5 separate regions of the Mus musculus genome follow, and all the other regions are linked to region 4. Evidence: chromatin contacts called from public promoter capture Hi-C and targeted proximity ligation data. All regions are on one chromosome and are shown on one strand. The core of a region is the stretch at or near the end of the contact, and the rest is flanking DNA. Distances in the headings are between cores, read along the strand shown.

Region 1 (2,700 bases), core at 179-2,678, 220 kb before region 4:
GTTTACAGATGATGGTTGACTTCCAAGAGCTCCTGCAGATGAGCAATTGACTTTGTAATGCATAGATTTAAGAGGCTGGGCTGAGGAATGTTCAAGTCCCATCTTGCAGGTGCTTTTCCACATGATAAAGCTTTTATTCTGAGTGAATAAGAACAAGAAACCCTGTCCTTTGAGGAGATGTCCACGGAGACGAGCCACTGGCTGAACGTCGTACACACCTTTCATCCCAACACTCCAGATGCAGAGGCAGGCAGATCTCTATGAGTTTGAAGTCAGCCTAGTCTACATAGTGAGTTCCAGGACACCAGAGCTATACAGCGAGGTAGACCCTGTCTTAAAACAAAACATCTAGCAATTGGCTCACACTCCAATGAGGCTCTATCTTAAATAAGACGCATCTTAAATTTGGTGTTCTCTCAGTCACGTTGGGTCCCTTTTATCCCAGGAGTTGGGGACCCTCAGGACACCCTGCTGTGTCAGACAGGGAGACAGAGTGGGGCTGGAGATAAGAGGTTCTTCTACCTCAGAACCTTCTGGAGTGGATAGCCGGATACCTCCCATTCCTATCGAGGTGTGCTGTTCATTTTTTTGAGACAGGGTTTCTCTGTGTAACCCTGGCTGTCCTGGAACTCACTCTGTAGACAGGCTGGCCTCGAACTCAGAAATCCGCCTGCCTCTGCCTCCCGAGTGCTGGGATTAAAGGCGTGCACTACCACGCCCGGCGAGGTGTGCTGTTCTTTACGCCATCTGCCTGGAGCCTACAAATGCAGCTGACTGTGGATAAGCTTCCATTGCTGTGGGATGGCCAGCCAGGGTCCCACAAGGCACCGAGAGATCAAGGTCATGCTGTCCATGCTGAGCCTGAGGAGGGCGAGCCCTCATGAACTCGCCTGCCAAGCGGGGTTGGAGTGGCACCTGTGCTCAGTCCTCCAAGGGTTGGGCTGGGCTGGTGCTCAGCAAACATGGGAAGCTGCCTCCTATCCACAGTGGACATGGGACATAGTTAGCCTCAGAGGGGGACAGAGGGCTCGGTGGCACACCAGCAGACCTGATCCATGGGCACTTGCCAGGGCACAGTACATCTTTCTGTAACACTGGATATCACCTTCCCTAACCGCCCAGAGAATACAGAAGCCCTGGAGTCAGATCATGAGGGAGACAGCCAGGGGCTCCCCAGAACTTCAGGCACCACATGTGCCCAGGTTGGGGCTAGTTGTTTTGTTTTGGGTTTTTGGCAATCGCGTTTGAAATATTAATGTGTCACCCGAGGCTTTTACAGAACCAGGAAAATAAACAGCAGATAAAACACCCTTGGAAACAGAGAAAGGAGAAAGGTACCCCACCCTGGCAGGGCTGGGCAGTTCCCATCTGTCTGATGTAACAATTACAAGTGTTGGCAGGTCAGGGACGCCACCCTCCCCCGGAGCTTGTCTCCCCTACCAAGGCTTTATAATACCCCTTTGTTTGAGCTCAGTTAGCTGCTTCCTGGCTTGACAGCCCTCTGTCCTTTCATTCTTTTAAAGGTTACTTTCCTATTTCTTACACAGGCATTCAACAAAGTCCAGAATCAGCTAGAAACTCTTTGTGCCCCTTAAAAAAAAAAAAATCATACAAGCATTCAAGTGTTCAGCTCTGATCCTGTGTTCTGATCAAAGGTTTTAGCTCTACTGTCTTTCATCAGAATCTCTGCTCAGTCCTGTGGGAACAGCTCACCTGCTGGAAGCCACCAGGCTACACAGGTTCTAGGAGTTCATTCCAGCTTTACCCCACAGCCCAGGAATGTGGCAAGTGCGGGCACATCTGAAGAATGTCTGTAAGACTTCTCTAAAGGAGACATGGCTGTACGAAAGCCAGCTCACAGGGGCTGTTCTCAAATATGGCTTTGTTCTGGGGTTTCTTCAGTTAGTTTTTTTCTCCTAACAAAAAAGTCACTTCGAACAAAACAATATCAAATGGTGTGTCATAGTTAGCAAAGGTCAAATACACATTTTCTTGGTACTGTCCATGGGAATAATGCCATTTTCAGAAATGTCCCCGTCCTACGCACCTACTGCATTCTAAAAAAAAAAAGTCAGGGGACTGGGACTGGAGAGAGGGCTCAGCAATCACTGAGCCCTGGACCCAGAAGACCGGGGTTCAATTCCGAGCACCTACATGGCAGCTCACAACTCTGTAACTCTAGTTTCTGGAGATCCATTTCTGGAGATCCAAAACCCTTACACAGACACACATGTGGGAAAAACACCAGTGCAATAATAATTAATAATAACAACAATAATAATGAATAAAATATTAGAAAGTCAACCTTTAATTTGCTACAATTTTTAGCATTGGATTCTCAAAATATTGAAGCCGGGTGTGGTGGTGCACGCCTTTAATCCCAGCACTCGGGAGGCAGAGGCAGGCGAATTTCTGAGTTCGAGGCCAGCCTGGTCTACAAAGTGAGTTCCAGGACAGCCAGGGCTACACAGAGAAACCCTGTCTCAGAAAAACCAAAAAAACCAAAAAACCAAAAACAACAACAACAACAACAAAAAAGAAGTAATCTAAGCAACTCAGGGATCATGATATCTAAGTATATACAAATATGTATAAAATGTCCTGTCCCATTAAAATAAGGTATATTTAATATACAATTTAATATACATGATCACACTACCTTTTGTTGTTGCTGCTGTGCTATCGCTATTGTTACCAAGC
Region 2 (2,832 bases), core at 99-2,598, 200 kb after region 4:
TAAATAAGTATTCTGGAGTTGCTGGGCTACTTGGTTGCCCTGACTTTCCAACAGGTTCCTGGTAGCTCCCAGCTAGGTCTCCCTGGTTCGGGTGTGACCTCACAGGGCTGAGGACTTTGATCTGTTCCCTACTGTATATCTGGACCTAATTGCCACAATCTCTCTCCCCTGTGCTTTATAAGTAGCCCAGTCTCGGAACACCCATTTCTGCCTTTTCATCCTGGGCTCTGTGCACCCTGAATCCATTTTGTCCCTGACACATTGCTTTCCAGTTGCGCCCAGACATCTCAGCTACACGTACTTCCTAGGCTTGCAAGGACGTCCAGAATGAATGAACTGGAAGGAGGCCATTGCCTGACATCGTCTGGCTCACAGACTTTTGTGACCCCCTCATACAGCCACTCTGCCACCTTCCAGGCACTCCAAAGCCAATTGGGGACATGACATTATCTTAGAGCCTGCTTAGAGCCATGTTCAACCAGAAGGCAGCTTGCCAGTTCCAGTGGGTGGGTGGGGGGAGGCTCAGGTGACCTCAAAGAACCCAATGGTCAACATTAGGACAGTTGCTGAGAAGAGCACCCGTGGCTAGGGAAGCAGGAACTTCAGGGGAGTTCTGAGGAACCAGGTAGTAAGGACCCCTCCAGAGGAGGATTTGCAGAAGGATTGGGTATCACAGAGAGTGAAGAGTAGGGGGACAAAGAACCAGGACTCTTCACAGAGAAACCCTGTCTTAGAAAAAAAAAGAAAAGAAAAAACAAAACAAAACAAAACAAACCAACCAACCAACCAAACAAACAAACAAAAAAGAACCTGGACTCTAACTGACATAGTTGGCAAGAAAGCGAGGGTGTCTCTAGCTTTGGTGGCTGTCTCAACAGGTGTTGCCAAACTGCCTGTGCGAGCGAATACTGAGAGTTGTGAAAATGACCAAGTGTCAGCTTTGAGTTACACTGTCACTTTTCAGAAAGGAACGAGAGCCCGACAAAATTAAAGAGCCAATTCAAGGGTCTGGGAATATGGCTGAGTGGGTAAAAGGGCTACCCTAGGAAGCCAAGTTCCTGGAACAATGTAAAAAGCACTTCTAGAGTGAAATAGGAGTGGGAAGAGGAAAATTGCCCGCAAACTTAGCCTGGCTTGCACAGGGCAACAGAAATAAAACAGACGGTGGAAAGCAAGCACCAACCGACTCTTGAAAATTGCTCCATAACATTCACATACAATAAACAAAGGAAAACACTTGGTAAAGACTCATCACTTGGTGTCTCCCATGAGGCTATGCCCCGGGCGACCTCAAGGGGCCGCTGCACGCCGAGGCGGTCACGTCACGTTTTGGGGGCGTGGCCCTTCCACTCTACCCAGGTCTGTGTGGCGCGTGTGGGCCGGTGCGCAAGCGCATTGCCTACTCTTTCGCGGGGTCGTCTGGGCACCAGGGACGTCTGCGGCGAAACCGGGAAGAGAGCACTGCCGGGGACATGTGGCGGCCGGTGAGGACCCCGCCCCCGCACGCCCTGGTCCCTGACTCTGCGCTCCGCATCCCTGCGTTGGGATCTCTCTCTGTACCCGGAGGTTCTGGATCCAGTCCAGGCCCGGGCCCTGCCCATCGACCCCAAAGCTTTGGAGAACTCTGATTCCCGCTTCCTCTTTTTTTCCCCAGAGCCTTTGGGAAGACTCAGCATTATTTAACCTCACCCCAGGGTCCTCTTCCTTCTGCCTCTGTCCTCAGCGCATCCCTCGGGTCTCCCCGGGAAGCTGCTCTGTCCTCTCTATCAGCTTCTGGAAGGGAGACAACCCCATGATTCCCGCTGGGTTAGCATGCCCTCACTCCCTTAGCCCCTTGTTCTGGCCCTGGGGGTGTCCTTGCCTATTCCCTGCCCTTGGAGTATGGCCCTTCTTCAGTTGTGTTGTTTTTAAACTTCTGCGAAGTTGTTTTTCTAGTACATCTGGCCTTGTAGGTTTAGATAATGAGAGGCCAGGAGGTGGGTTAACGTTTGGCTTGCAGTGTACAGCCCTGCTGGGTGTGTGCTTTCTGATGGGAGTCCTGTTGCTCAGAGACAAGTTGCCTTTTACACAGACAGCACTTTACTGTAGCAAAAACTTTTCCACATATCCGTATTACTTGTCACTTACACCTCTAGACAGCCCTGGGAGTTTGTTTTGTTTTGTTTTGTTTGAGATAGGGTTTCTCTTGTTTTTGGACAGCCCTGGCTGGCCTGGAACTAGCTCTGTAGAGCTGGCTGGCCTCCAACTCAGAGATCCTCTGCTGGGATCAAAGCCATATGCTACCACTGCCTGGCTAGAAAGGCAAGGGTTTTTTTGTTTGTTTGTCTTAGTTTTTTTTGTTTTTGGCTCCTTGCTTACCCCCCTCCAAGGTTGGGGTATTTGGTTTTAGCTCTGGCTGTCCTGGAACTCACTCTGTAGAGCATACTGGCCTCGAACTCACAGAAATCTGCTTGCCTCTGCCACCCTAGTGCTGGGATTAAAGCTGTGTACCACCACCACCCTACCAGAAAGGGGAGTTTTAACCTCTGATTAGGAATTACTGCACAGTACAGTGGAGTCCTTGCAGGTTCCCAATAACAACGTCCACTTCCTCTAGCTCAAATCTCTAGGCTGTTACCTACTAACTTTGGGAGATGGTCTGTGGCTTAGTTTCCTGTTGAGCTGCCTTGGGCTGTCTATCAAAGGTCATAATCTAGTCATCTTTTCTAGGGCTCTATCCTGAGTCTTGGCAGTCTTCATGGTGCAGGCTGCTGGCTTGTATGGATGTCTCTCTTTTGCCAGCTGTGTCTTCTCCTTAGAGCAGGTGTTTGCTGCTTTATGAAACCACTGGAG
Region 3 (2,700 bases), core at 37-2,536, 170 kb after region 4:
GAGGCTGATGCAGAATTACCCCCAAAGCACCCACATTCTATCACCTTTGTGAAACTCACGGTTGTATTCCCTGAAAAGTCTGTGTCGTACCTCCATAAGCCATCTCTGTCTGTGAACAAAGTAGCCTCGGAAGGAGGCTCATCCTATAAGGCTTATTATCTATTACTGCAGGTGAGGCGGAGTCTCTCCACACAGAAAAGCTGCAGGGTCCTCAGGATTAGGATCTGCCAGTAAAGGTAGTAGGATTTAAGTTTGGTGGGAATTATAGCAGGCTCTGGGGGTTGTTTTGTCTTGTTTTGTCTTTTAGTCTTTTGAGACAGGGTTTCTCTGTGTAGCCCTGGCTGTCCTGGAACTCACTCTGTAGACCAGGCTGGCCTCGAACTCAGAAATCCGCCTGCCTCTGCCTCCCAAGTGCTGGGCTTAAAGGCGTGCGCCACCACTTAAAATCAAGACTGTTATATCTTTTAAAAGGGGGAAGCGGAGAGGGTAGGAACAAGAGCTGAAGAGACAACCTTCACTGGATCTGCAGTTTAGATACACTGCCCCTAGCAGTTACACAGGACCACAGAGGAATGGAAGTTTGTCTACCGAAGAGGTGAAGAGGCCGATCAAGTGGGTTTGTTGACCAGGCTTGTCATTAGTACTACTGAGGAGGATTGAGTACTGGAATGTTAACAAGAGAGGGCGGTCATCACAGAAGAAAAAGAAACACGACCCCTGTACTAATAAGGAATATAATTTGGAATCTGGAGAAATCTGGAGTAAGAATGCTTACCATTCAAGGTAGAGGACTGAAGAATGACTCTCACCCTCACTGGGCAGCCTACAATCACTTGTAAGTTCAGCTTCCAGTCTCTAGCTTCTCTGGACACTTGCCCTGGTCAGATATACATTTTAAAGAAAAGAATGTAACTTTGATTCTTGCAATATCTAATGAAAAAATAGAAGAGCTCGCACAACCCCAGGGTCTCATCAGTACTCAGAGGAAGAGGGATGCCCTTCTTTTTGGGCTCCTTATGGTCCAGGAATTTGTCCTTTTTCAGGTTCAACCTGTGTGAGGTCGTCAGATATGAGCCGGCCTTCCCTCACAAGAGAGAAAGGACATTACTGCTTCCAAGGGTTTCCCACTTTGATGATTGTACTTGACGCCAGAAGAGACTCAGTAACTTTGAACTCTCCCAGCAGAAATATCAGCTGATCAATAACAGGAAAGAATCCTTTGACCGGAGGCTTAGTTAGTGCCTGCAGACTGAACTGAGTGGCCACTAGATGGCGCTCTAGAATCTCCTGAGCAGAAGAGACAGTGAGGCTTTCAAGGTCTCTGCTTAGTCATTAAAAACCTTGAAAGCGCCAGGTGTTGAAGGCACATGCATTTAGTCCCAGGCCAGTTAGGGCTGTACAGAGAAACCCTGTTCAACGGAACAAAATCAAAACAAAATGCCTTTAAAGCTGTCTTGATAAAGTATGGAAGGGATTTTAGAGTTCTTGATCTAGCTATTGGTCTGAGACAGGGTCTCAATATATCTGCTCTAGCTGGCCGGGAACTCACAGAGATCCACTTACCTCTGCCTCTTGAATGCTGGGATTGAAGATATTTATATTGTTGGTTTGCTTGGTTGGTTTTTGAGACAAGGTTTCTCTGTGTGATGTGCAATCCAGGTTGTCCTGGAGCTTGTTCTGTAGACTAGGCTGGTCTCAAATTGACAGAGATCCCCCTGCCTCTGCTTCCTGGGGTTAAAGGTGTGTGTTGCTGCCACCCACCACCACCACCATCCAGTTTTGATTTGATTTTGATTTTTTATTTATTTTATTTATATGAGTACACTGTAGCTGTCTTTAGACACACACCAGAAGAGGGCATCGGATCCCATTACAGATGGTTGTGAGCCACCATGTGGTTGCTGGGAATTGAACTCAGGACCTCTGGCAGAGCAGTCGGTGCTCTTAACCACTGAGTCATCTCTCCAGCCCTTGATTTGATTTTTAAAAACTTGATTTCATATGGATTTGCACTGTGTGTATGCCTGGTGCCCACAGAAGCCAGAAGCTGAGTGACAACCCTCCTTGAACTGGAGTCACTATGCCATCATGTAGATTTGGGGGTAGGAAACTGTCCTGGGGAGGCAGAGGGAGGGTTTTCCCCCCTGGCTTAAGTGAGATGGGTGCTGTGGTTCTCTTGGGATGGTAGCAGGGATGGGTGTGGAGTGGATTTATTTTGATAAAAATATTTTGATTATATTTACTTATTTATTTTGTGTGAGGGAGAGTGTGCAAGTGTATGTGCATGTACATGACATGGTGCACATATAGAACAACTTACAGAAGTGCATTCTGTCCTTCTACCATGTAGGTCCCAGAAATTGAACTCAGGTTCTCAAGCTTGGGAGCAAGTCCCTACCCATTGAGCCATCCTACCAGCTTCCTGTAGTGTTTTTTGTTTGTTTGTTTGTTTTTTGTTTTTTGTTTAATGTGCAACTAGAATACAATACCCTAGGGGGCTGACGAGATGGCTTAGCGAGTATGAGCACTGACTGCTCTTCCAAAGGTCCTGAGTTCAAATCCCAGCAACCACTTGCTGGCTCACAACCACCTGTAATGAGATCTGAGACCCTCTTCTGGTGCGCGTGAAGTCAACTACAGTATACTTATATATAATAATAAGTAAACTTTCACAAAAAGAAAGCCGGGCGTGGTGGCGCA
Region 4 (2,783 bases), core at 71-2,570:
TATTTATTATATGTAAGTACACTGTAGCTGTCTTCAGACACTCTAGAAGAGGGCATCAGATTTCGTTATGGATGGTTGTGAGCCACCGTGTGGTTGCTGGGATCTGAACTCTGGACCTTCGAAAGAGCAGTTGGCGCTCTTAACCACTGAGCCATTTTGCCAGCCCCAAATGCTTCACTCTCTTACTCAGAGAGTCCTGTCCTGTCTTTTTCTCTCTTGGGCTCTATCCTCTCAGTAGAACTCATCCAAGTCCTTCTCATCGTGGAAAAAGAATATTGGCTGTGTGTTTGCCTCTGACCTGGTTCAACCGCAGCAGCTTAATTTCCACATCCAACGATGCTGTCAGCCTAGATACATGGTAGCTGCTTCCCCTTTGACAGGTTCTTGGTTCTTTTGCTTTCAGAACTCTACCCACAACTTTCTCTTGTTTACACACATCTGGGTGATTGCAACCTCTGGTTCTTTGCAGGTGCCAAGTCTTCCTGGCATGATCGTCCCCAACTCTCTTATCTAACCTTGCTTTCTTGGCACCAAACCCAAAGTTTATCCTGTAGTATGGCTTACTTTTACTTTTTTAGTCACCTCTTTCCAGCCTTAGAGGCTTTAGCTGCTCCTGGAGCTGGAATAACAGTGGTAGGTAGCAAGCAGCCCAGGTAGCTAGGACATGATCATCTTGATTCCCAATGTCTTGTTGATAGGTTGGACATGTACCTCTGTTGGGCATGGCCATGTGTACATTTAGGGGTTTGGGGTAGTTTTAGGCGTTTAGTGTGTGACCAATGTACAACAATGACAATACCTTGTGTGTGTCCGTGACAGCTGGGTTGTTGTTTTGTTTTGTTTTTTTTATTTTTGTTTTCTTCCCGAGATAGGGTCTCACTTTTTATCCCAGACTGTCCTAGAACTCACTATGTAGACCAGGATGGCCTCGAATTCATAAGGATCCACCTGCCTCTGCCTCTCCAGTGCTGGGATTAAAGGAGTGCGCCACCGGTCCCGCCTGGTGGAGTTTTCTGCAGTTGGAGGCCGAGTCCGAATACTCTCGAGAACAGCGCTTGCGCAGACGGCGTCTGGCGCAGCAGCAGTACTCACACTTGTCTTGTGAAATGGTCACCGGACCGCTGGGGTACCCAGCAGAGAACAGGAAGAAGTAGGTGTACCTAGGCGCTCCATGGAGCGGAGAGTGGGCGGAGTTAACGTGAGGGACAGAACTCTGACCAATGAGTGTGGAGATCGCACGGAGGCGGGGCCAAATTGCCGCGCGCCAGGCCGCAGTTGGCCAGAGGGCTGCGGGGATGGGCTTGGGGCGCTGCTCCGCCTACTCTGAGACGCTTGGGGCATAGAGGGCGGCGCCCGGGCCGTGGCGGCGGCGGCGGCTCCTCAGGTAAACGGCTTGTTAAGGCTCATCTTTGGTGGTGGGGGCCAGGCACCCTTTGAGGAACTTGGACCAGAGAGCCTAGGGGCCTCCCCATCTGCCAGCAGCAAGAGAAGCTGTGTCAAGGGGCGCCTCCCCAAGGTCAGCGGGCCGGTGCCAGGAGGTGCTGGGAGATCTCAGGTGTGCCCAGCGGGCCCGGCTTCGCATCTTACACCTGGAAGGGATCTCGGAGCTTGCGATTCAATTCTGACTTGTCAGACATCGGCGCGTGGTCCCTGGTCCCTGTCCCTGCTGTCTCGTGGGTCGCGTGATCCATGTCCTAGTCCCTTCCGGGAACTCGGTGACTCAAGACCCTGGTCCTTTGCGGGGTAGGGGCTACGTGTTCAGGTCTTTGACCTCCGCAACTGGGCTACCGGCATTTCTGTCTCTTTCATAAAACTGAGCCTTAATTCAGGGACTTGCAAAGCGAGTGCTCACCGCACCGCAGCCACTCGTCTTTCTGTATTCTCGTTGCGGATTAAAGGAGGCGGTGTAGAGCAGGAAAGTGATTTGTCCAGAGTCACGAGGATTGCTGGCCCCAGGGAGAAGGCCACAAAACTCTCAGAGTATAGAATTCAGGCAAGGTGAGAGCTAGGTGAGGTGGAGCCAGGGCTGACACTCCAGGTTTGGGATTCCAATTTTCCAACCAAGTCAGTGCAGTTATGCAGCAAGACTCTGCTCTACCCTGTACAGAGCTCAAGGTAATGGATGGAACCGTAAACTCAAGTGCAGTGAGTAAGCATAAGGACCTGCGGGAGAGGGATAGAGGGCGGCATCTGGAGACCTGGGGCTGTGAGCTGGAGTTACTGTTAAGGCAGAGGCTAACTTTGAGGGGCTAGTCTTGGTTGGAGGCAGGAAACTCTTTGGAAGGAAGGGGATGGTAGTAGAAATGGAGGAACAGCCTGCGACCTAGTTAATTAAATGGTAAAATTAAAAAAATTCAGGAAGTAGGTAGGTGGAGCAGGGCAGGGGTGAAGGTGAAGGGTTAAGTCTTAGCTGCTCTGTTAGACTTGGTTGGCCATGGTCATCTAGATGGAGACCCCCAGCAGACACAGGGTTGATGGGGCACCAGAGCAGAGATCCTATGCAAACCACTGGTTGTGGGATATTCCTGTGGAGCCTGTGTTTATGACTTGGCTGGCTGTGCAGTCTCTGCACCTGCAGGCCGGGGAGATGCTTCTGCCAGCAGGCTCTACTCTTAGGCCTTAGGCTGAGATGTGTGGCTCGAATGAGGAATGTCTTTCTGGGCTCTACTGTCAAAGTCGATGGCTGAGGCCTGGCCGCCTTCATTAACTTGAAACGGATGTCCAGGCAGGCAGCCTTACTCAAACCTGCATCTTGTCATATCTCCCTCCCTCAGAGGTGACTG
Region 5 (2,700 bases), core at 115-2,614, 230 kb after region 4:
GGAGAGTGTGTTGTGGAGGCCCTGCCCTGTTACTTCTTACCCGTTCTTTCCCTTCCTTCCTCCTTCCCTTAGCCTCTACCACAAAAACTTAACTTTCCTTGAAACCCCTTTGCCTAACTCCCACATACTTCCCCCACACTTCCTTGTCTATTTAAAACACATCTTCTATGAAGGTGAGATTTCCCTGTCCAGTTCTGCCACCCCAGTAAACTGCATGTTGGCAGTAATGCACAGCCATCAAAAGCACTTGTTGCTCTTACAGAGGACCCACTTGATGGCACAACTATCCATAATGCTGACCTCCATGGACACCAAGAATGCATATGGTGTACATACATATATACAAGCAAACACAAATGAATATGAATAAGTCTAATTTTTTAAAAAAAGCATCTGCCTTCTTGGCTTTTTTGCTTTGTTTTTAGACAAGAGGTTCACTATGTAGCCCTAGATGGCTTGGAAATAGTTTAAACTGGAACACCCAGAAATCTGTCTGCTTCCACCTGGGATTAATGGATCGAACTGGGATTAAAGAGCCACGGAAATTGCCTTTTTTTTGGGGGGAGGGGGGGAGGGCTTCCTGAACCGCTTGCTGTCTCTCTAGCAACCAAAACACCCCCGTTATCAATGTACTGATGAATTCATTCCACATTACTACATCTACTGACAATAGTCTGTCCCCGAGAAACATCCAGCCTTGCTCCTTTAGGAAGAAACGTTCTTCCACAACAAATCTGCTCAATCTCAGAAAGAGCTCTGGTTGTTTTGTACAGAAACACCCAGTCTCCTTCATTGGGTCTTACTCCTAGAGAGACACTGTGGCCGTCTGTGTGTGGCAGTATTGACTTCCTAAAGAATCATCGCCCTCAAGGGTTCACTGGCTTGTCTTTGCTGCTAAGCTCGTGGAAGGTGTGCAACAATCTCCTGAAAATCGATCTCCAAAGAACAAGCAGTAGACCGCGGGCAGAGGTGTCCGGGCAGGGTAGGATGAGGCCAAACAACGAGGCAGCGATGAACTGGCTCTGGGGCCCAAAGACCCTTGGCAAACCTCAGCTCCTGCACTGGGGAACCTGCCGAATGACTGCGGCACTGCCTCGACACGGCCTACCTCGGCGTCGCGGTTCAGGCGGTACACATAGAGCTGCGAGGTGCCGGCCACCACGAGGTTGCGCTCACTGTTGTTGAAGAAGTTGCAGTACATGGTAAACTCCAGCCCGGTGGGCGGGTGCGCCTGCTTGTACACCGCGTACATGTCGCCGCCACTGTCACGCCGGAGCCGCCGACTCGGGGGACAGGGACGGCAGCGGACTCGGTCCGGCCGCGCGCGCCAACCCAGCCACCGGGTTCCGAAGTACTGCGCCTGCGCTTCCTGCCCGGACCGCCTTCTAAGAGGACCAGGTGGTTGAGAAGCAGGGTTCCGGGCCGCTTCGCATCTGCGCCTGCGCGCCGTGGCTGCGAGCGAAGAGCGGCCCCTAGTGGCCTAGCTTGATAAGAACTGACGAGCAAGCGTGGTGGCACATGCCTTTTATCCCAGCACTTGAGAGAGGCAGGCATATTTCTGAGTTCAAGGCCAGCCTGGTCTACAGAGTGAGTTCCAGGACAGCCAGGGCTACACAGAGAAACCCCGTCTCGAAAAAAAAAAACAAGAAAGAAAGAAAGAAAAAAAAAAAGGACTGATGAGCCTCGTCACAGAGCTGGAGGGTGCTGGACCTCTGCTTCCTTCTGTTCTGTACCCTTCAAGACTTGCCTCATTAGCTAAATCCCAGAAAATAAAACAAGGGTATATAGGCTTGGAAAAGGATACAGAAACATGCAATATCGCCACCCCACTCTGTAGATGAGGTGATGTGGTAGATCACCCCTGTATCACACTAAAGATCTCTTTTTAATTGACTCTAGCTGCATATGTATCAAAAGGTGGCCTAGTTGGCCATCACTGCAAAGAGAGGCCCATTGGACTTGCAAACTTTATATGCCCCAGTACAGGGGAACCCCAGGGCCAAAACGGGAGAGTGGGTGGGTAGTGGATTGGGGGGGTGGGTATGGCGGACTTTTGGGATAGCATTGAAAATGTAAACGAGGAAAATACCTAATAAAAATAAAATAAAATTTAAAAAAAAAGATCTCTTTTAAAAAGTATTTTGTTGGCTGGGCAGTGGTGGTGTAAGCCTTTAATCCCAACACTTGGGAGGCAGAGGCAGAGGCAGGCAGATTTCTGAGTTTGAGGCCAGCCTGGTCTACAAAGTGAGTTCCAGGACAGCCATGGTTATACAGAGAAAACTTTTCTTAAAAAAAAACAAAAACAAAAACAAAAAACAAAAACAAGCAAGCAAAAGAAATTATTTTTTTTTCTTTTTCTTGATTTTTGAGATGAGGTCTCAACTACATAGCCCTGGCTGTCCTGAAACTCTGTAGACCCAACTAGCCTCGAATTCAGAGTCTACCTCCCAAGCCCTGGGACGAAAGCTGCCCAGACATGCTGGCACATATATACATAATTTTTTAAATATTTATTTTATGTATATGATACACTATAGCTGTACAGATAGTTGTGAACCATCATGTGGTTGCTGGGAATTGAACCCAGAACCTCTGCTTACTCCAGCCCCAGAGATTTACTTATTATTATATGTAAGTACTCTGTAGCTGTCTTCAGACGCACCAGAAGATGGAGTCAGACCTCATTACGGATGGTTGTGA

Evidence for each region. Promoter capture Hi-C pulls out the DNA fragments that hold promoters and counts their contacts.
Region 1: a contact with region 4 is called in a promoter capture Hi-C map of embryonic stem cells. A contact is called at or near these places in 5 of 39 promoter capture datasets (the SN4741 cell line, embryonic stem cells, liver and 2 more), 1 of 130 datasets of targeted methods (bone marrow-derived macrophages) and 3 of 9 other capture datasets (adipose tissue, liver and pancreatic islet).
Region 2: a contact with region 4 is called in a targeted proximity ligation map of the SCID.adh cell line, with 15 read pairs. A contact is called at or near these places in 9 of 39 promoter capture datasets (the C10 cell line, cranial neural crest, embryonic stem cells and 5 more), 2 of 484 Hi-C or Micro-C datasets (CD4 T cells and embryonic stem cells), 6 of 130 datasets of targeted methods (the NIH/3T3 cell line, the SCID.adh cell line, bone marrow-derived macrophages and 3 more) and 2 of 9 other capture datasets (liver and pancreatic islet).
Region 3: a targeted proximity ligation map of bone marrow-derived macrophages shows a contact between it and region 4, with 2.0 times the contacts expected there. A contact is called at or near these places in 8 of 39 promoter capture datasets (the 3T3-L1 cell line, cranial neural crest, frontonasal cranial neural crest and 5 more), 2 of 484 Hi-C or Micro-C datasets (B cells and embryonic stem cells), 6 of 130 datasets of targeted methods (the NIH/3T3 cell line, bone marrow-derived macrophages and embryonic stem cells) and 3 of 9 other capture datasets (adipose tissue, liver and pancreatic islet).
Region 5: a contact with region 4 is called in a targeted proximity ligation map of pancreatic cancer cells. A contact is called at or near these places in 7 of 39 promoter capture datasets (the SN4741 cell line, cranial neural crest, embryonic stem cells and 4 more), 8 of 130 datasets of targeted methods (the 230-238 cell line, the SCID.adh cell line, bone marrow-derived macrophages and 3 more) and 4 of 9 other capture datasets (adipose tissue, embryonic stem cells, liver and 1 more).

The regions. Positions count from the first base shown.
Region 1 is chr15:76,157,098-76,159,797 of GRCm38.p6, forward strand. No RefSeq gene overlaps it. Among named protein-coding and RNA genes, the nearest start is that of Gm35087, 26 kb to the left of the region's middle.
Region 2 is chr15:76,575,011-76,577,842 of GRCm38.p6, forward strand. It overlaps Adck5 (aarF domain containing kinase 5), which reads left to right and starts at 1,349. Exons shown (of 15, transcript NM_172960.3): 1 at 1,349-1,484. The coding sequence starts at 1,473.
Region 3 is chr15:76,551,630-76,554,329 of GRCm38.p6, forward strand. No RefSeq gene overlaps it. Among named protein-coding and RNA genes, the nearest start is that of Gm35739, 4.5 kb to the right of the region's middle.
Region 4 is chr15:76,379,193-76,381,975 of GRCm38.p6, forward strand. Mroh1 (maestro heat-like repeat family member 1) reads left to right here and starts at 1,321. Exons shown (of 44, transcript NM_175457.4): 1 at 1,321-1,384.
Region 5 is chr15:76,606,227-76,608,926 of GRCm38.p6, forward strand. It overlaps Cpsf1 (cleavage and polyadenylation specific factor 1), which reads right to left and starts at 1,365. Exons shown (of 37, transcript NM_053193.2): 1 at 1,109-1,365. The coding sequence starts at 1,252.